Linked DNA regions of Mus musculus: region 2 is linked to region 1. Evidence: chromatin contacts called from public Micro-C data. All regions are on one chromosome and are shown on one strand. Each heading gives the region's core, a stretch centred on a gene start, on an enhancer-like site or on the middle of the called end of the contact. The rest is flanking DNA. Distances are from core to core; before and after follow the strand shown. Region 1 holds the start of Mdk (midkine). Region 2 holds the start of Phf21a (PHD finger protein 21A).

What was found. Hi-C and Micro-C count contacts between places; a contact is called where the count stands out from the background.
Region 2: a Micro-C map of embryonic stem cells shows a contact between it and region 1, with 3 times the contacts expected there. The contact joins the promoter of Phf21a here to the promoter of Mdk in region 1. A contact is called at or near these places in 6 of 39 promoter capture datasets (cranial neural crest, hippocampal neurons, liver and 3 more), 11 of 484 Hi-C or Micro-C datasets (cerebellar granule neurons, cortical neurons, embryonic stem cells and 3 more), 4 of 115 datasets of contacts at active chromatin or transcription factors (bone marrow-derived macrophages, embryonic forebrain, memory CD8 T cells and 1 more) and 4 of 9 other capture datasets (adipose tissue, liver, macrophages and 1 more).

The regions. Positions count from the first base shown.
Region 1 is chr2:91,927,266-91,934,020 of GRCm38.p6, forward strand. Mdk (midkine) reads right to left here and starts at 4,594. Exons shown (of 5, transcript NM_001012336.2): 1 at 4,429-4,594; 2 at 4,107-4,183; 3 at 3,831-3,989; 4 at 3,553-3,714; 5 at 2,540-2,850. The coding sequence starts at 4,182. The coding sequence ends at 2,825. Dgkz (diacylglycerol kinase zeta) reads right to left here. Exons shown (of 32, transcript NM_001166597.1): 31 at 6,478-6,577; 32 at 5,562-6,260. The coding sequence ends at 6,144. Gm39876 (a long non-coding RNA gene) reads left to right here and starts at 4,952. Exons shown (of 2, transcript XR_866530.3): 1 at 4,952-5,034; 2 at 5,372-6,755. It overlaps Chrm4 (cholinergic receptor, muscarinic 4), which reads left to right. Exons shown (of 2, transcript NM_007699.2): 2 at 1-2,564. The coding sequence ends at 1,423.
Region 2 is chr2:92,182,109-92,189,222 of GRCm38.p6, forward strand. Phf21a (PHD finger protein 21A) reads left to right here and starts at 2,074. Exons shown (of 19, transcript NM_001362829.1): 1 at 2,074-2,244.

The DNA.
Region 1 (6,755 bases), core at 3,344-5,843:
TGTCAATGGCAGCTCAGCCAATCAGTCTGTGCGCCTGGTCACAACAGCCCACAACCACCTGGAGACAGTGGAGATGGTGTTCATTGCGACAGTGACTGGTTCCCTGAGCCTGGTGACTGTGGTGGGTAACATCCTGGTGATGCTGTCCATCAAGGTCAACAGGCAGTTGCAGACAGTCAACAACTACTTCCTGTTCAGCCTGGCGTGTGCAGATCTCATCATAGGGGCGTTCTCTATGAACCTTTACACCTTATACATCATCAAGGGCTACTGGCCCCTGGGTGCCGTGGTCTGTGACCTGTGGCTGGCCCTGGACTATGTGGTGAGCAATGCCTCTGTCATGAACCTTCTCATCATCAGCTTTGACCGCTATTTCTGCGTCACCAAGCCCCTCACCTATCCAGCCCGCCGCACTACTAAGATGGCAGGCCTCATGATTGCAGCCGCCTGGGTCTTGTCCTTTGTACTCTGGGCCCCTGCCATCTTGTTCTGGCAGTTTGTGGTGGGCAAGAGGACAGTGCCTGATAACCAGTGCTTCATCCAGTTCTTGTCCAACCCGGCGGTGACCTTCGGCACAGCCATTGCTGCCTTCTACCTGCCTGTGGTCATCATGACGGTGCTGTATATTCATATCTCGCTGGCCAGCCGCAGCCGTGTTCACAAGCATCGACCCGAGGGCCCCAAGGAGAAGAAGGCCAAGACTCTGGCTTTCCTCAAGAGCCCTCTGATGAAGCCGAGCATTAAGAAACCTCCACCAGGGGGCGCTTCTCGAGAGGAACTGCGCAACGGGAAGCTAGAAGAGGCTCCTCCGCCAGCCCTGCCCCCGCCTCCACGCCCAGTGGCTGACAAGGACACTTCCAATGAGTCCAGCTCAGGCAGTGCCACCCAGAACACCAAGGAACGGCCACCCACAGAGCTGTCCACCACAGAGGCCGCCACCACACCAGCGCTGCCCGCTCCTACCCTGCAGCCACGAACCCTCAACCCAGCCTCCAAGTGGTCCAAGATCCAAATTGTGACAAAGCAGACAGGCAGTGAATGTGTGACTGCCATCGAGATCGTACCTGCCACGCCAGCTGGTATGCGCCCAGCAGCCAATGTGGCCCGAAAGTTTGCCAGCATCGCTCGTAACCAGGTGCGCAAGAAGCGGCAGATGGCGGCCCGGGAGCGCAAAGTGACTCGGACAATCTTTGCCATTCTGCTGGCCTTCATCCTCACCTGGACACCCTACAATGTCATGGTCCTGGTGAACACCTTTTGCCAGAGCTGTATCCCCGAAAGGGTGTGGTCCATCGGCTACTGGCTCTGCTACGTCAACAGCACGATCAACCCTGCCTGCTATGCACTCTGCAATGCCACTTTCAAAAAGACCTTCCGGCACCTTTTGCTGTGCCAGTATCGGAACATCGGCACAGCCAGGTAGACGGGCAGGTGCCTTAGGAGGTGCTGGTGTCAAGAGTGTGTACCGGGGAACCACATGGCTCACCGGCTGTGGAGGAGAGAGTAGGCGGCCCCACTCTGAGTTCGCATCTGCTGAAGAGAACAGGTCTCCCAGACACCGTGAGGTACAAGAGGCTCTTCGCTGGGATGGGAGAGCAGATCTCTACTGAAGCCTAGGAGGCTCGGCCCAGGGACGGTCTGAACTGGCACCACCTGGCCCATATCTTTTACCTTGCCTCAGGAAGATGGGGGACGATGGCTGGAGTGGGCAGTGGCTCTATCAAGGCCAACCATCGGTGGAGGTGGATGAATAGAGCAGAACTTGGGAGCATCTTGAGAGGAGCAAAAGGAGCCAGGCTTGCAAGGGTGGGGTCCCCCGTTATGCTGTAATCGGTGCTTTCCGCCTTCCTGCGCCCTCCTCTCCCTTGCATGTAGGCTCAGCCCTTCCCCTGCCCCCAAGTCCCACTCCAAGGTGAGGGACTTCCCTGCCACTGTTGCTCAGCCAGGCTCTGGATGGGAAGCCAAGCCCTTTGGCACTCCCCTGGCCAGCAGTCATCTGGACAGGGCAACTGGGAGGCCATGCTAAGCCGAGATACAGACTCCAGGGGACTGAATCAATTAATGGTGGATCTTATTGTCAAATTGTCAAGAACCCCCCCCCCCAGGTCACACATCAAATGAACAGCAGTGGGCAGTGTTCCTCTCTACCTCTGAGCGGAGGGAGGTATGGGTCCAAGGAGGGAAAGGTGATGGTGGGGAACTTGGTGATCCATACAGCCCACAGTGGCGAATGACACAAGCAAGCACCCTCATGGATCCCCAATGAGAAAATTCCAGACTTGCAGTAGCCTGGACCAGAAACTCTTGATGAGCTGGGACAGAGTTCAAGTGAGTCACCTAGGTCCCCTTCCCTAACCCCAGCCCTGTGGGTCCCTGGGAGACTTTTTTTTTTTTTTTTTTTTTTTTTGTAAATGTTCTGCTCTTTTTCCACGAGCTGTAGGGAGCACTTCCTTCATAGCCCTCAGCTCCCCTCAGTCCATCTTTCCCCATCTTCCCACCTCCGACAGAGCTCCATGGCAAACTGGGAAGGGGCTTTTATATATTAAAAAAGAAGCTTTTATTGGAAAAAAGTGAGTTTATTTTATTCATTTCTTAATAACAAGTATCAGGGTGGGGAGAACAAAAGAGGGTATGGGGAGGCTCACTTTCCAGAATCTCTTGTCCCTCCCCACTTTGGGCACTTGGTGTGGGCGTGAGAGGACAGGCGTGATTGACAGAGCTGACAGGAAGACAAAAGGCACTGGTGGGTTATATCTTGGGCCTGTGGGAGAGGAGGGCTCCGTTCAGGCTCCAGGCGAGGCCGGAGGCTCTCTGGCCTCCTGACTTAGTCCTTTCCTTTTCCTTTCTTGGCTGGAAAACAATAACGGAGATGCATTAGTGCGGTGGGTGACCTAGCTCGGACTCACCAGACAACGCAGACATGTCCATCAAGGAGAGAAAATCCTGCCCCCTAGTGGTGACTGACCAGTTCACCTGGAAGTGGTGGGAAAGGGCAGCCATGTGATATGAAACCTTTCTTTATTCGTTCAACTTTTTAACCCTCGCGCCCCCCCCCCCCCTTTAAAGACAGACTCTCAAGTCTCTCAGTCTGTAACCTTGAACTCAAGGCAGTGTTACTGCCTCAGTCCTGAAGTGCCGCTTTTTACAGGCACGAGCTACCAAGCCTGACTTTCAACTTTCTATTTTCATCTAGGATCAGAGTACTCCAAGTTCCTCACCGGGGAAATGGGCAGAGTCACCTCTGCCCTGCTGGCCTCAATAGCTGTTGGGAGTCAGGTAGCAGCATGTACCTTTGGGACAGCCTTTCCATAGTTTTAAGCGCAGAGTTAACTCCTCCCTGATCCCACCCCACCTTCCTCAGTTGACAAAGACAAGCCTTTCCCAGGAACCCAGGTCGGATGATCCAACAGAAAGAGTAGTTCCTACTTGGGCAGAGGGTTTAGCATCTCCTGAGAGTGGCCCTCAAGTGCCTGCCCATTCCTAACTTTAAGACTGCTCTGCAGAGACAGAGCATGGAGTAGCCTGGCCCACAACCCCACCATATTCGCTGACCTTTGGTCTTTGACTTGGTCTTGGAGGTGCAGGGCTTAGTCACGCGGATGGTCTCCTGGCACTGGGCATTGTACCGCGCCTTCTTCAGGGTCCCTTGGCGGGCTTTGGTGCCAGTGCTCCCATCACACGCCCCCCAGCTCTCAAACTTGTATTTGCAGTCGGCTGATGGGAGAGTGGCCCCACGGTGAGAGACAGGAGGGTTGTGGATGTCCTCCCTGCCTCCGGTTTATAAGGACATACCCTCTGGCTTCCCGCCCTCCTCCCGCGCGCCACCTCACCTCCAAATTCCTTCTTCCAGTTGCAGGGCACCTTGCAATGGACGCGCTGGGTCTGGGCCCCACAGGTACCCTCGCGGAAGCCCATGCCGCAGTCCTTGCTGCTGGGGGTGCAGGGCCCCCAGGTCCACTCCGAACACTCGCTGCCCTTCTTCACCTTCTCTACAGGGCGCAAGGAACAAAGTTAAGGACATGGCGTGCCGGACCAGCACTTGGTCACACGGCCTGCCTCACCTGCCCACCCCAGCTTTTACTCCTGAGCCCATCCTATCCCATCACCTTTTTTTTTGGCCACCGCGGACGTGACCACCAAGAGGGCAAGAAGGGCGAGAAGGAAGAAGCCTCGGTGCTGCATCCTAGGGGTAAAACCTGGGTTAGAGTTTCTCGCCTAGTCTCTTCTCCGCTAGGAACCGCGGGAAGGACCTCCCACCCTTGACTGACTTGTCCCACTTTCCAGGCCCAAAACGTCGGACCGACAAGGGGGAGACGGAGGGAGGACTTGGAACCGATGTCTCAGCGTACCCCCACCCCCACCTCAGCCCCCTTGGTGGCAGAGCAGCCGCCTGAAGGGACTGGGGCCACAGCCACTGCGTGCGCTCACTCGCTCACTGCTCGATGCTTCGCTCCCTCCCGCTCCGGCCTGTCCCGCTAAGGCCGCTAAGGCCCCTTTTGTCTCCAGAACCGGTCTGAGCCGGTCACATGGGCCCCCGCCCCTCCCCCCATCCCGTGGAAGGACCCGCCCCCTCCCCCCAAACCCGCACCTCCCCAGACCCCCCTAGTCCCCGCCTCCACTCCCGCCCCTCGCCGAGCCGGGACTCCCGCGTCTGTGCCTCTCACCTCTGATCTCTGGGTCTCTGGTCCTGGAGTTCGGTTTTACCAGTGCGCTTCTGGCTCAGGTCCCCTCGTAGCAGGCCCAGCTCTCTATCCCCTCCCCTTCCCCTGGTCTAGGCCTGTCTATACTTTTCCCTCTCGCAGCCTGTCAGCTCTCAGGTCACCACTTCGCTTGCCCACCGCGGGCCCCGGGAGTATGTCCTGGTGTCACAGGCTCGGGGCGGCCACCGCACCCGCGAACCTTCCCTTCGAGGCCCGGCTCACCTCCGGCTTGGTTTTTTTTTTTTTTTTTTTTTTTTAATCAGTTCACTCAGAGTGCAAGAAGGGTCTCTGATGTGGCAGGGAGCTGGGTACCTGGGACCTCAGATGGCTCCGGGTGAGCAAGGCTCGAGAGCCTTTTTCTAGTGCAGGTTTGGGGGAGGAGGAGGAGGGAAGGGCGTTGGGGGGGATGGGGAAGCACATAGAAATGAGTTTGGTAAATCTTGTCGCTGACAAGAGCTGTCTGAGAAGTTCCAGACCGGGCTTCCCCCGGAGGTGATAACCGCCCACCCCTGACCCTGGGGCCTCAGGCTCACCTCAAGCAGATCCCCCCCCCCCCCCCCAGTACAAGCCAGGGGGAGGGGACTGCTCCAGGGCACAGGGCCAAAAGACCAAAGAACCCAAGCCTGGCCCCCGCCCCACCTCTTTTACTTTCATTGTTATCATCCCTGCAGGAGCGGGAAAATCAGCTCCGCCCCAGGCGCTGTGAGCCTAAGGCCCTAGGCAGAGGTCAGGATCGGGGCAGACCCATCTCCCGAAGTGATCTGAGATGTTGGTGGCCATTTCCCCGACCCCAAGGATTACCCAGCACACACCATTGCTCATGTGAGTCCCCCACAACAAGAAAAAAAGAAAACAAGAAAGGAAAAAAAATTCACTTTACTGAGTCACACCCAGCTGTAAACAAGTCACCGTGGGAGCCCCACCCCCCACCCCAGGCCATACAGTCCGAAATGAAATGGCTGGATACATGAGGAGGAAGACCAGGGTAGGTGCCAAGCAGGGCAGCGGGCAAGTGAATACAGCAGGCTCTTGAGTTTCTGGGATGCCCAGGGTGGGTGGATCAGAGAGGAGGGTTAGGTACCCAGAACCCTCCAGAGAGCCCAAAGGATCAGGTGGCTTTTGAAAGTCCTGCTGAGTGCAGGCCTCCCTGACATCGATGCTGAGCTCTGTCCAGCCCTTCCATCTGCTGTGGTGAGCTGGAGGCTGCCCTGAAGGGAGGGAACCAGCCAGCCCAGCCTGTTTCCTGTTCCCCATGAAACCAGGGACAGGTGAGAGTCCAGCTCCTTAGAGTCCAGCCCTAGATCTGAACAGCTTCTCAGGGGGTGGCACGGGGCTCCTTCCCTGTGGCAGGGTCCCCCCATAGCCATCTGACAGGAATGTGGCAGTGAGATGGGCAAGGAGAGTCCTCTGGTAGTGTCCCTTGTTGATCCATGGTCCCCTTAACTACACAGCTGTCTCCTGGTCCTCACGCTGGATCATCTGGTAATGCTGTCTGTTCTCCAGGTAGGCAGCGAGCTCTGTGTCTTGAGCCTTCTCAGCGCGCTGCCGGGGAGTGTCGCCCTGGAAAAGGGTGGAAGGGCCCCCAAGGCCTTAGGAAAGGGCAGGGGTTCTTCTACGGAGCCAGAGGGGGAGGGTATCCTCAGAGGTCACAAGCTTTCCCCCTGCTGGCTCAGGTTTCTCAGGGCCTGGACTGTGTTGGCTCAGAAGAGCTTGAAATTCCCTAGCCCTGCCCCCAAGTCTGGGAAAGGGTGAGTTTGTGCTCTGCCAGGCAACTCACCTGCAGATCTGTCTTCATGAGGGAGGCCCCGGCTTCCACAATGTAGTGGCAGATGGTGCGCTGACCCAGGGCGGCTGCCTGGTGTAGACAGGTCTCCCCACTGGGGAACAGGGGCTGGTTGTAGACACTTGCAGTTCTCTAGGCCTGCCCAGCAGTCTCCCAACAGCCATTAGAAAGGGCAGGAGTTTGGCAAGAGGGGGAAGGGTGCTCAGTGCTAGCCACAAAGGGTTCTTGGGCTCTGGGTGACCAAATGGTTAGACCTGAAGGAAGGTGGTTTT
Region 2 (7,114 bases), core at 824-3,323, 250 kb after region 1:
TGTGCGCTTATTTTTAAATACTATTTCCTGGAGAAAATATTATTTAATGGAAAAGACGTGACTAGTAACAAATCAAGTCTAAGGCTCTCCCTGGTCTTGCCAGCGACTCCCTTTGACTTTGGGCAAATCATCTTACTACTGTTGCTCTTTATCTGCAAAAACTGGACTTCATGCCTATGGGAGTTGCATGGTTAATCAATGCCTGGAAAATGCGTAGTGGCAGATGCTACAAAAGTGCTGAGCCTTAAAAACAAAACCACCCCCAGCCCCCATTTGTATTCCGTTGAGGTTGAGGTTTATTGTTATTTAACATAGGAAGGCTAACACTACGTTAAGTCCAGCGTGCAGCTCAGAACAGAGATCACTGTCCAGATGGGATTTTTTTTTTTAAGAGCTAAGATTTTTTTTTTTTTTTTACTTTTAAAAAAAATTGTGGTTGGGGGTTATTTTATAACCCAACAATTCACCCGTGCAAGAGCATTAAGCTTCAAGTTGAAAACTATCGATTTAATAATTTAAATGAACCTCCTCAATGATTAAAAAAAAAAAAAAAAGGCCCTCCCCGCTCAGCCAAGAAATCTCTGAAAACAAGAATTCTTCTGATGTCGTCCCCCCCAACCCCCGCCCCTGCAGTTCTCCATGTTACAGTCCTTGGAGGTGGACTAGGCATAAAATACTTTCACTAATAAAATATGACAAACCGCCGGATTATACGTGGCCGATTCCCAGTGATTGCCCTGCTACACAAAGCAGAAAAGTAAATGCCATCATCCCCCTTAGAACAAAAGAACTTAGGAATAAAAAACATGGAGAGGGGGGCAGAAAGCAGCAATAAATAAAGGTGAGCGAAGGACCCCGTCCCCCGCCCCTCCCCGGAGCTAGAGTGGGACTCGGCACGGCTAATAAAGTGGTTCAAGGGTAGTTATTTGCAAAGGGGGCGGGGTGGCCGGGGATTGCATGTTGCATTCGACTTGAGCTTGCATCTTCTCCTGTTGCCTGGACCACTCGCTCCCCCATTGCAGTGCTTCCTCCTCGCTCCTGCCTCCTTTCCACCCCCACCCCTGCAAACTGCTGTTGCACTGGAGGGAGTTGGGGTTGCTCGGGAGCCCCCCAGCAGCTCTCAACGGCGGGAGGGGACCGGGGCTCGGGCCTGGCCGGGGCTGCGACGCGGCGGCGGGCCGGGAGTTTGGCGGCCGCTCGGCCCCAGCGCCGCCGCCGCCGCTGCACCGGAGTTTGGCTGCTGCTGCCCTACTTCACTCTAGTTTAGTTTCACTCACTTTACATCCGGGTTTTTTCCCTAGGCAATGGGTGCCGCAGCACACCCCGTTCCTTAGGCAAAGTGAAATAAATTCGCCGCACCGACACGTCAAGTAGTCCGCCCGCCCGAGCGCCGCCGCGGGCCCCCGCCGCCGCCCCGTGCCCCCGTGGGGGTCCCCGGCGCCTCCCGCGAGCGACGGGCTCGCACGCAGGGGCGCGGGGCGGCCCGGGACCGTCGCGGTCCAGCTCCGCCCGGCCCCCCGCCCGCCCGCCCGCTCTTCCCTCGTCCCCGCTTCCCCAGCTCCAGTCCCTCTCGCCCGGCTCTCGGGAGCGGCGGGGGCGCGCACGGCGGCGGCGGCGGGCCGGCGGGGCCGCGCGGCGGGCTCCCGCGCGGGCGAGTGTGTCTGGGCCTGGGCGGAGGGATCCCCGGGCTGAGGCGGCGGAGGTGCTGCGGCCCGGGGCCGGGTGGTGAATGGGCTGGTGGTGCTCGCTGCTGCTGCTGAGAGGAGGAGGAGGAGGATGAAGAGTTGGGCTTGTTTGTCTCCCACAGTTTCTCTCCTGCTGCTCTGATTCCTCCCTCCCCATTCCGGCCCGGGGCCTGTGTGTGTCTCTCCTGGAGGAGGAGGAGGCTCCAGTTCCTCCCCCCCACCCCCTCCTCCCCACCCCCCCTTGCCTGGGGAAGAGGAGGAAAGAAACAGCCCAGAGAGAGAGAGAGAGAGAGAGAGAGAGAAAGAGAGAGAGTGTGAGTGAGTGAGAGAGAGGAGAGGAGGAGGAGGAGGGAGAAGGGAACAACCTACCATCTTAACACACTAATATCTAAAAAGTGCGAGAGGCCCAGAGCAGCAGCAGCAGAAGCAGCAGCGGCAGCTCCAGCCTCTTCCCTCCCTCCCCATGAAGAAGAGTTCCCTCCTCCTCCTCCTCCTGCTTCTCCTGCTCAGAGTTCCTGCCTCCAGCTGCCAGGGGGGACAGCCAGCCAGCAGCAGGAGGGTGCAGTATCCCAGCTTTTTCCATTCTCTCTTTTCCTCACTCTCTCTCTCTCTCTCTCTCTCTCTCTTTTTTTCTTGAGTAGCTCTATTTCTCCTCCCTCCCCCTTCCCCCCCTCCCTCTCTCCCTCTGTCTTGTCTCTGGTGTTTGTCTCTGGGAAGGAGCAGGGGCTGCTTGCTTGGAGTTTGTTGTGGGGGGGAGGTAGGGGGAGGGGAGGGGTGTGTGGGAGGGAGGAGGGAAAGGGGGTGTTCTTGTCAGGACCCCTCAGTCAACTTGAGATTTCAGCAATAACTTCCCCTTCGGGGCGCCCCCCTGCGTGCCCTTTTCCTATTCCTCTCCCCCCCCCCTCCAGGAAAAAAAAAAAGACAATGGGAATACCTCGTCTCCCCCCTTCCTCCCCTCTGCCCTCCACCCCTCCCTAGGATAGATTGGAAGTAAGTTTATGAGCAGCCTCGGGAGCCTGGGCGCTGAGTACAGGGCCAGAGCGGGTGACAGGGGCGGCGCGTCGGGGGTGGCGGCGAGGGGGCGACACAGAGTCCCCGTGGGGGGTCGGGCTGGGGGGCCGCAGGGGCGGGGGGCGCGGGCCGAGGCCGCCCCCCGCGAGTGCCTGCGGCCAGGGGATGGCCGCCTGGGCCCCTTCCCCACCCCCACCCCCTGGGATGCTGTCGGGGGGAAGTTTTTATTATGGTTATTTAATTTTAAAAAATATTTTTTTGGGAAAACCATCTTGTTTGGTGACTGAGAGATCTGGTTTAAAAAAAAAAAAAAAAAGCTGCGGCTGCTGACGCTGCCGGGCCCGAGTGTGTGTGAGTGAGTGTGTGTTGGTGCATTTGTCTTGGGTGGCCGGAGCAGCGTTGGGGAAATTCCGCTTATTCTTCTTCTTCTGCAACTTGTTATTCCGAGGAGTCCGCCTGCACCCCTCACCCTGGGGCGGCCCTCCCGCCGTCGCCGCCGGCCGGCCGCCCCGGGACCCCGCGCGGGCCGGGGACTCGCAGGCCCCTCAGAGAGGGGCCGCGGCCGCCCCTCCCCCCCGGGCCGCGGGGGGAGGGGCGCGCGGAGTGGGACTCTTTCCGTTTGGTCCAGCCCCGCGGTGCACGCAGTTCCCAACACTTCTCGTCATCCTCTCTCTGCTCTCTTTATTCTGCTGAGCGGTGCTGTTAGGATTTCTTTCTCTCTCTCTCTTCGCTCGCTCTCTTTTTTTTCCTACCTCCTCTTCCTCCCTTGACCACGCTCGCAATGGTGGGTAGCTGCAAGGTGGCCCTGGCAGGGGAGGGGTTTGATGTGGACACTGGGGCACCGGGCGAGAGAGGTCTCCTTTCAACTTTGTCTTGTGGCTTGCACCCCGGGAGGAGGCCACATGCCGATTGTGGGGTGTAGATGTGCCGGGAGTGATTTCTAAGTAGTTGAGTTGTTGAGATGAGGGTACGACGGCTAGTGGTAGACAGGTTTTGTTTTCGTGGGTGAATTCGGTGTCATCATATTCCGGTCATATGTTGAAATATTCTTTGTTTAGGTCTTGAAGTAGAGGATCTCCCTCTGCACGTCCACATTGTGTTGTTTTTAAATGATGTTTCCGGGAGTATGGATTTCTAGAATCACAAATGTGATTTTAAGGTCTCGGCATGTGTGGGCCTCAGCACTGGCCTTGACAGTGAACTTTATGGCTGTGTTTTTGGACTTCTAAGATTTTATCCCATGGCTGGGATGCTCGTTATGCTTTTTCTTAATGGTAGATAATCAGGAATGTAGAGTCTTGAGCTGAGGAAGTTAGAGAGGGAAGGGCATTTATTTATTAATAATTGATAGCTGAGTGTTAGAATCAGATTCATTTGGGCTGGTTGAAGGTTTTTGGTTGTTGTTTTTCCTCCCTTTTTTCTTTAAAGTTGTCCTGTACTCCAGGGAGCCTTTTGGCAGGCATTCTTTCTGGTGGCTCTTTGGGGGCACGGAGAGGGTGGGTATCACCTTTTAGAGAGGCCGTCACCATCATCTGTAGTTTTACTGAAGGCAGGCCTGCTCAGGAGGCTGATATTGAGGCTAAGAAGTGGAGGGCCACTTTTCAGAAAAGTATTTATGATGCTTGTTTACATTTCATGTTTGCTCACATTTGGGCAGTAGAAATAAATAGGTCAGCATTTCTATTGGTCTTTGAAGGTTAGCCCCCCCCCACCCCCTCAAAGTTTTACCATCTACTTGGTTTACAGCCTTGTAGGAAAGAATTACTGATTTTTCCCTGGGAATACTGTTACTTATTTTAATTTCGGTAAGTTCCTTGCTATTTTCTTCTGTCTTCACTTATATATGGAATCTGTTGTGAGCTTAACATTAGCTTACCGAGGGCCATTTTAAATGTCTAAGAATACATTTTAAAATCTCAGGGCATGTTTTAGTGGCAAAGAGGAATTTTTTGAATGTGGTAATGCTCATGTTTATTAAGAATTTCAGTACTCAGCACTTCATATGTGTACAGCTATCCTTGAGGGAAGGACGTAGCAACAGTGCAGGAAATCCTCACCACACACACATTTGACTAACATGTTCAAACTATTTCAGGGCTTTTCTCTTTCTTGAGACTTTTGATTTTGGAAACTCAATATGTACATTTTGACTGACATTGCTGGGTTGCCTATTATAGAAAGTTTTTTTTTTTTTCCTTATGTACTATTGGAGCCATTTTTAACTTAAGTTTTTGGACAGCTCACAAAGGTTTATGGTGGTCACACTTTGGACGCACGCAAATCCTTATGGAGCTGGAAGAATAATACATTGCGAAGACACCTGCCTGGGCCGTACCTTGTTGTAAAGGGATAAAAAGTGATGGATGGGACACCGTGTCCTTTGGTTTTCAATGGCCCACCCTTTTTCCTCTTCAATTATCTGGAAGGAGCTGCTTCAGAAACACTCTTCTGTTTACAAGAAGATCTCTAGCACTATCCAGCAGGAGGTGCTACAACAAGTTAAAGGGGATCACTTAATTTTGAGGGTCTTTTTGAAGTTCTCTTCTTATTGAAGTTCTCTTAGCTCAGCTAAGCAACAGGAGTAACGTTCCAGGAAGATTTTGAGTAAGTCTGTTTTAAAATACTATTAATAAGTCACCTTTGCTATTTGAAATCTGCTTTGTACCTGCCTATGCTACTGTGCAGAATAAGGTCATTGTGGATGCTGGGTTAGAAATAGGGTGCTGTTAGGATTATTTTCCTTCAAAGGAGAGCTAGTTTGGTATTGATAAGTGGAGTATTAAACATAATTTGAAAAAATTCTTTGAAGTTGCAATAAACAAAAATAAGTGGCATGATGTGAATGTACTAATAGAAATAAGGTACATCCTTGTAAACATAAAATAGAAATAAGGTAGACAGACATTTTTGGAAAAGGGGATATTGTTTGGGGCGGGGTTTCTTGGATCTTTCTTGCTCTCTCTGAATCTATGGACAATGGTTTTAATCTAGATGCCTTCGTAGGCTTTCAACTTTATCGATACACTTGCTATATTTCAGTTGACCCTCAAAGGCTGTGATTTTTGAATTACAAATGAAATTAAGTGGAGTGCTCTGCAATTCCAGTACTTGGCCCATAATCCTAGTAAGTTTAGGAAGGAGTACTCCGAGACTCAGTGGCAGTCTGGTCTATGCTGTAAGACCTTGTCTCAAGAAAAATAAACAAACTTGAAGGACAGTTATACCTGTTGGTATAAATCTTTGTTGGTGTGTCCATTAGCAACTTTTAATGATGACTGTATAAAGAGGGAAGTAGCTACTTTAACATTTTCATGGCATCTATAGTAGAGTCCTTTGAAATTCTCAGTGTTAGATGAATTGATTGTGAGTCAAGTAAACTGCTGTTATTGTTTGTAAAGTTTTGTGTCAAAGTTTTGAAAACTTAGAAACACATAGAATTTGGTAGACCTGCTTTTAATTTGTAGGTGTAGTATTGTGGATTTTTGTTTTTGTTTTTGTTTTTTTTTTTCCCAGTAATATCGTATTAGGCAGTACTTGTGAAATTTCTTTGTGAATTGCCAGACACCATGTAAACGTTGTTGATGAGATATATAACAAATTAAAACATGAACCAAGTTTTGCTTTAAAATGCTAAGTTCTTCCAAATCAGTTAGGAAAGGAATGCATTAAAAGTGCATGCCGAACACTAAGAATTTTTAAATACTGTCCTGGCTACCTTAAATCTCTTTGTTACAGTTTTGAAGCTTTTGTTAAGGAAAAAAAATGCTGCTAAACAGTTTTCCGTAATTAAAAAATTTTTTTTGCTTTTGAAGATAGTGAAGTATATGCCCCCTATTAAAAGTTGTCTTCCTTTCTTTCTTGTTTGGTAGCAGTTGACTTTAGTGAATGTTTAAGTTTCTGGACTCTTCTGTACACTTGTATTAATACACAGAGTAACAGATGTCCCTGCTAACATTTTGATTGATGCTGCTAACTTTTTGATGAAGGCTCATTGACAAAAGCTTACTAGTTGGTTTCATAGTGAAATGTATGTTGTTATACGTTCACGTTAGACAAATATATGCATTAGTTTTGTTTTCTCCTTTTAGAAGGTTACGTGAGGAAATGACCACTCAGTTCTAGAGGCTTAAATAGTGTGTGTGTGTGTGTGTGTGAGAGAGAGAGAGAGAGAGAGAGAGAGAGAGAGAGAGAGAGAGAGAGGGAGAGAGAGAGACAGAGACAGACAGACACTCAGAGCATGTGAACATGCAGTTTTCTTGAGAAACTGCTTACAGATTTTGAATGGTAAACTTAATAAGTTAAACAGAGTTAATTGGCAATCCTTGTGTTTAGGAGTATAGTATTGTGAATTTTATAAATGACTGTTCTTCGTGAAATAGCTCGAAGTTAGAAAGTAAATATAGAAACTTACTCTTAGG